Regions from separate parts of the Sus scrofa genome. Here region 2 is linked to region 1. A link is a contact called in public HiChIP or PLAC-seq data. All regions are on one chromosome and are shown on one strand. Each heading gives the region's core, a stretch centred on a gene start, on an enhancer-like site or on the middle of the called end of the contact. The rest is flanking DNA. Distances are from core to core; before and after follow the strand shown.

Region 1 (3,047 bases), core at 289-2,788:
GGGGCCACCACGCAGTGAGTGGATCCCCTGGGACGGGACAAGACAGATCCCATCAGGCTTCCTGGGCCCTCCGCGCAGAGGCTCAGCCAGCCCCCCGTCCGCCCCAGCCAGGGAGCTGGCAGAGCCCACCCCCCGCTGGTGGACTTGCCCTCGAGGGCCTGCCTCCCACGACCCGCGCGCGTCCTCGTACCGACGGTCAGCGCCTCAAAGAGCCGGTGGATGACGCCGGTGTCCTTCACAACGCCGGACTCCTGGACCCTCTTCACGAAGTCGTCCAGCTGCAGGTGCGTCTTGGGCAGCTCGAAGTTCTTGACGCGGTCGTCGGCCTTGGGGGCGTCCACGGGCTTGTCCATGACCTCGCTGATGAGCCTGCGCAGCTCGGGCATCCGCTCGGCCTGCGTGCGCTCGGGGCCCGACAGTGACTCCACGGTCCTCTGGACGAGGTCGGCGGGGAAGATGTGCACGTCCGTCTTGTAGAGGCTCTGGAAGTCCAGGAGGGCGCCCAGCAGCCGGCCCTGCATCAGCTGCACGAGGCCGCGCAGGTAGAAGTACCTGGCCAGCAGCACCGAGTTCTCGGGCGCCAGCGAGACCATGGCCTTGCTCAGCTGGGCGACACAGTCCTCGTAGAACACCTGCACGCACTGGGCCAGCAGCGGGAAGTGGACTTCCGGGATCTTGAAGGTGTAGGTGGGCTGGAGGGCCAGGCTCACAGCTGAGGGACAGGAGAGGAGCGGTCGGCACAGACCCCACCTGAGCAGCCCGCCCGGCCCGTCTCCCCGGCCAGCGTCCCCGCGCCTGGCGCAGCGTGAGGGAGGAACCTGTGCGTCTCTTCTGGAAGACTCCCCGCACCCCCTCGCGGCCCCCACGGCACCCTGAGAATGCCGAATCACGTCGTTTGCTAAAACTGGCGATGCCAAGTTGGAACACGTGGCAGTGGGTCTTTACTGGAGGCTTGAGCTACCACCTTAGGCCGAGAGGTGCCTGCCAGGCAACGGCTGTCTCGTTCGCCTCAAGAGCAACCCATACAATGGGTGCTGTCACCGCGCCCATCTCACAGATGTGGGGGGGACTGAGGCTTCCACTCGTCCCCGTACACAGCTACTGTGCCCACACTTAACCAGGTGGTCACACCAATGCCTTCAACACATGTCATGAGCAGCTCCCAGGCTGCTCACCGCAGAGGGGTGGGGTCTCAGCCACGAAGCCCCTTGAGGAGGAGGACGGAGCCTTGGGGAGACAGCCGGGGAGCTCCAGGTGAAGGGTCAGAGGGCAGAGAGCTGAGCGCATCCCCAGAGTGAGTGGGCAGAAGGGAAGTGTAAGCCCAGACAGGTGGAGCCACCTGCCCAGGGTCACACAGCTGGGAAGCAGAGGTGCAGGGGCCTCAGGGGTCCTTCAGGTCTTTTCGTTCGAACACGGGGAGGGGGTGTTCCTCATTCAGCCTCCAGCTCTTCCAGGAACACACGGGCCACCAACTGGTAGCTGGTGCCTCAGCCCCAGGCAGCGGCCACCAGGGGGCCCAGGCGGCTCACAGCACCTGGCCTCGCCCGTTCTCCCGCCCACTGTGGCCCGAGGGGGACTCCACCCTGGGACCGCACAGAGGGCAGTGCATCTAAGCAACGGATGTCACATGTGACTCGCTTTGCTGCAGCTCACACGGAAATGAGACGTGGCTCACAGACATCCAACGAGCTCTACAGTAACTTAATGCCAAGCAGACTCTGAGCTGACCTTCGGGGCTTGCTTTGCTTCAGAGACGCAGCTGCTACCTCGCATCACACGTCCCTCCCCTGGGAGGTGCCTCCCCGGAGACCACGGTCGGGCCCCTCCAGTCACACAGCCACTGCCCGTCACGGGCCCTGACCTCGCGCCCTTCGTGTCAGGACACAGGACACCTCCGCTGATTCCCTGACGTTACCTCTTTCTCTTTATCGCCTGCCTTCCTCCCAGGAGTGCCAGCTCCGCAAGGGAGCGGGCACTGGCCTCCTTTGTACCCAGGCATCTAGGAAGAGCCTGGCAATCACTGGGGGCTTAGCAGTTGTGATCCCATTAGACACTGACCTAGGTAACCACGCGCTTCCTGTGTACACACAGGTGTACGTGCACAGACACCCAGCATCTACGAAGACACTGAAACCACGGCCGTGGTTGTCTTTAGCAGGGAGACGGGGTGGGGGGTGGGGGGGGAATGCAGATAAGAAACCATGCTATAACGAACACGGTTTACAAAATGAATGTTCTAAAAATGCTTCGAATAATTAAACTGCTGGGGGGAAAAGCCCCATTCCATTCAACTGAAAGAAGCTGCAGTTTCATTGAACGACTTGCCGTGTCAGGACCACGCGCCCGACAAAAGCCACAGAAGGGGAGCAGCTGCACCACCTGCATGGCTGCCGCCGCCATCCGCGGTGTGTATTTTCCGAAGCGACGAGTTGCGGGGCAGCAGCTCGGGCACCGCGATGACCTGCAGGTCGGGCATGCTGACCACCTTGCGCCGGGGGGCCGCCTGCAGCAGCGTGGACTTCCGGCTGGCCATCTTCTCGATGGTGGGTCTGCGCGGACTCAGAAGCGTCCCGTTTATCCTGGGCAGAGAAAAACCACCACTTCAGAGCTATGACGGAGACTGAGGAGCAGGTCCGGCTGGGCACTGCCCAGCGCACTGCCAGCATGCCACGTTCCTGTGCCGGGTGAGAAACAGCAGGGCCAGGGCTGCCCCCCACCCCCGCTGCCACATGTGGTTGTGGCGGGAGAGGCCTGTCTGCAGCCAGGAGAGGCCACGACACACACAACACACCAGGCTCGTCGACAGAGGCTGCATGGGTGAGGGTTTCTGGGCAGCGTGGAGGCAGCGGGAGCCGGGAGGAGGCGGGTAGCGAGAGGAGGAAGGGGGGGAGACGGCAGGAACAGGGACCCGGCCTGGCCGCCCAGGCACCTGCACGGTCCCGAGCAGAGGTGCACGGGGTGGGGCCCGACAGGTTACCCCACTCGTCGTGGACCTGACGTGTGAGGCTTTTCCAGCTGAGAGGATTGTCTACCCATCCAAACAGCCC
Region 2 (2,977 bases), core at 339-2,838, 150 kb after region 1:
GTGGCCTCGGGTCTGCTGAGTGCATCGCACCACTCTGATTTTTATCTGTAGACAGCTCTCCTCTCGACCTCGTTTCCTGCCAGTAGTTCTACCACAAGAATCAGCAAACCCCACAGATGGAGGCTTTTCTTCCTCTCTCCCAAAGACATAGTTGTTAAATATTTGTGGGTACATCCTGCTTGCATATATCCCTATCCTTGTGCACCTGTGACACATGGAGATTCCCAGGCAAGGGGTCCAGTGGGAGCTACAGCTGCCGGCCTGCGCCACAGCCGCAGCAACGCCAGATCCGAGCCATGTCTGCGACCTACACGGCAGTTCATGGCAATGCGGATCCTTAACCCACTGAGCAAGGCCAGGGATCGAACCTGCAACCTCATTTCTGCTGTGCCATGACAGGAACTCCAAATTCTTTTATTTTTTTATTTATCCATTTTTTATTTACTTATTTATTTTTAGGGCTGCACCTGCAGCAGATGGAGGTTCCCAGGCTAGGGTAGCCAGGGATCAAACCCTTGTCTTCATTGGAGTTCCCGTCGTGGCGCAGTGGAAACAAATCTGACTAGGAACCATGAGCCATTCCTGGCCTCGCTCAGTGCTCAGTGGGTTAAGGATCCAGTGTTGCGGCGAGCTGTGGTGTAGGTCACAGAGGCGGCTGGGATCCCGAGTTGCTGTGGCTGTGGTGTAGGCTGGCAGCTATAGCTCCGATTTGACCCCTAGCCTGGGAACCTCCATATGCCACGGGAGCAGCCCTAAACAAAACAAAACAAAACAGCCCCCCCAAAACAAAAGAAACAAACCCATGTCCTTATGGATACTAGTTGGGTTCACTGCTGCTGAGCCACAATGGGAACTCCAAATAACTGAAATTAATTCCAGTAATAAATATCATAATTCTTTGATCTGATCTGGTTTAAAATGATGAGAAATTAAAGATAAATTCCCAATTCCTCCCACCCCAAACCTTGTACCATCAGTCGTCCCTCTCCATTCCTCCGTGGCCCCAGTCCTAGGCAGCCACCAGTCTTTGTGGCTTCCTACAGATTCGCCTGTCCTGGACCTCCGTGCAGAAAGCGTCGTGCGGTAGCTGGTCTTTAGGTGGGGCTTCCTTGGCTTAGCTTCATCCGTGTTGCGGTCTGTGTTGGTCCCACTCCGGTTATTGCTGAGTAATGTTCGGGAGGAAATCCACGGCCTCGGCTCTCATGTTTGCAGCCTGCCAAAACCGTTCCTGTTTTTCCGTCCTCTGGCCGCAGTTTCCTATGCATGCGGAGCCCGGATTCTCAGCCTCCTCCTTGTTCGCAGGATGGGCAAATAAACACCGAAAAAGCCGCTGAAGGAGATCGGCTCAGCCTTGTGGTTCTTCACCCTCTGAAGTTATAGCCCCTCTTGTTCGCGCTGCCGTAGCAGCTCTTCAATTGTTGTGTTTTATGCACTTCTCTTGTTTTCTGGAGGAAATGCTGTTCTACTGCCAGCTGTTGCTTCTCTCTTGGATTCAGAAATCTCAAAAAGGGGGGAAGGAGGAACCTTTTAATAAGTTAGTATGTACAGTCTCTCCTCCTGTAGCTGTCACGCCCTGACTGTGTGGCTTGTCGTGTGAGTCATTGCTGCTGTTACTCTAGATCTTTGGACCGAAATAGAAGGATTTCTGCTGTGTCCTAGGAGGAGCAAATATCCGTCATCAAGCATGGATTTTGCTCACATGTTTTTAGGGCTTGCCCCCTTCACAGTCAGACATTTATGGATTGAGGAGCTTGCCGCCCTGTGAGGACAGGATCATTATTACCCATTTTTCCTTTTGCCCCAGTGCTGTTCGTGTTCTGTCTTGACTTCCACTTACTTTGGCTGTAATTTGCTAATCTTTTGCTTATTTGCTAAGAAATATGGAAGGCATATGGAAGTTCCCAGGTTAGGGTTCAAATCGGAGCTAAAGCTGCTGGCCTACACCACAGCCACAGCAACGCGGGATCTGAGCCATGTCTGTGACCTACACCACAGCTCACGGCAACACCAGATCCCTAACCCACTGAGTGAGGCCAGGGATCAAACCTGCATCCTCATGGATACTGGTCCGATTCGTTTTCTGCTGTGCCACAACAGGAACTCCCCCCCCCTTTTTTTTAAATGAGAGATTTATTTACTGGGGGTGAGTCTCTGCACCAGCACAGAAGATGCAAAGTGATGCACTCGTGATGGAGTGCTCCCACAGCTCTGTATGTTACGGTATTTAGTTCTAACAACTGTGAGAGGTAGCCTCCGTTCTGAACTTAGTTTAATTGATGAGAAAACCAAGTCAGAGAGAGGTTAAAAAGAGCCGCCCCAGTTGCATATCGAGTGTGTGGCAGAGTTGGGATTCAAGGGATATTGGAAGTACACTGAATGGACGACATCCGGCTTTCAGTTTTAACGGAGTGGAAACGATGAAGCGATTTGGGCTTTAGAGTCACGTGTGGCTTTGACTTTTACAGGCCGATCTTATCCCAGATTCTTTACCTCTGTGAGCCGGTTTCCTTTGTCTGGAAAATGGTGCTGCCAGTGATTATCGCCAAGTTTATTAGGGGATTAATTTTTTAAGCCATGTGGAGGCCCTGGTACCGTGTTGGCCAGTATCACGCGTGCTGGGGCAGTATACAGCCTAGTCAAGAACCGGTTGTCTCTCTCTCCTGCCTCGTGCTCTCTCTCTCTGGACCTTTCCCCTTTTCCCCCTAGTCTGTGGAAGTAGCCACTGTTGTATCATGCGTGCAGATGTGTTATGAAATGGAAGTGAGATTCACTCTTAAAGTTATTTTAACATTTTAAAAATGTTTTTTGTTGAGGGTAAACAAAAAACACATAGCAAAATTTACTGTCTTTGGCTCTAGACACCTAGTCTAGTTCAGTGGTGTTAAGTACATCCACATTGTCGGGAAATACAGATCTCCAGGATTTACCTTGCAGCCCGGAAACCCTGCACCCTCTCCCTTCTCCCCAGCTCCCGTCA

What was found. HiChIP or PLAC-seq counts read pairs in DNA pulled down with a chosen protein or histone mark.
Region 2: an H3K27ac HiChIP or PLAC-seq map of alveolar macrophages shows a contact between it and region 1. The contact joins two enhancer-like sites. A contact is called at or near these places in 2 of 2 datasets of contacts at active chromatin or transcription factors (alveolar macrophages and skeletal muscle).

What each region holds. Positions count from the first base shown.
Region 1 is chr4:2,552,008-2,555,054 of Sscrofa11.1, forward strand. It overlaps DENND3 (DENN domain-containing protein 3), which reads right to left. Exons shown (of 23, transcript XM_021088792.1): 12 at 2,380-2,579; 13 at 191-712. Among named protein-coding and RNA genes, the nearest start is that of DENND3, 25 kb to the right of the region's middle. Within about 2 kb of position 1,539, at least 11 of the 83 cell types and tissues checked have an H3K27ac peak or open chromatin away from gene starts, as enhancers often do. A contact at or near this core is called in alveolar macrophages, where this site is marked.
Region 2 is chr4:2,701,118-2,704,094 of Sscrofa11.1, forward strand. The region is part of intron 2 of PTK2 (focal adhesion kinase 1); the gene reads left to right. Among named protein-coding and RNA genes, the nearest start is that of PTK2, 46 kb to the left of the region's middle. Within about 2 kb of position 1,589, at least 28 of the 83 cell types and tissues checked have an H3K27ac peak or open chromatin away from gene starts, as enhancers often do. A contact at or near this core is called in alveolar macrophages, where this site is marked.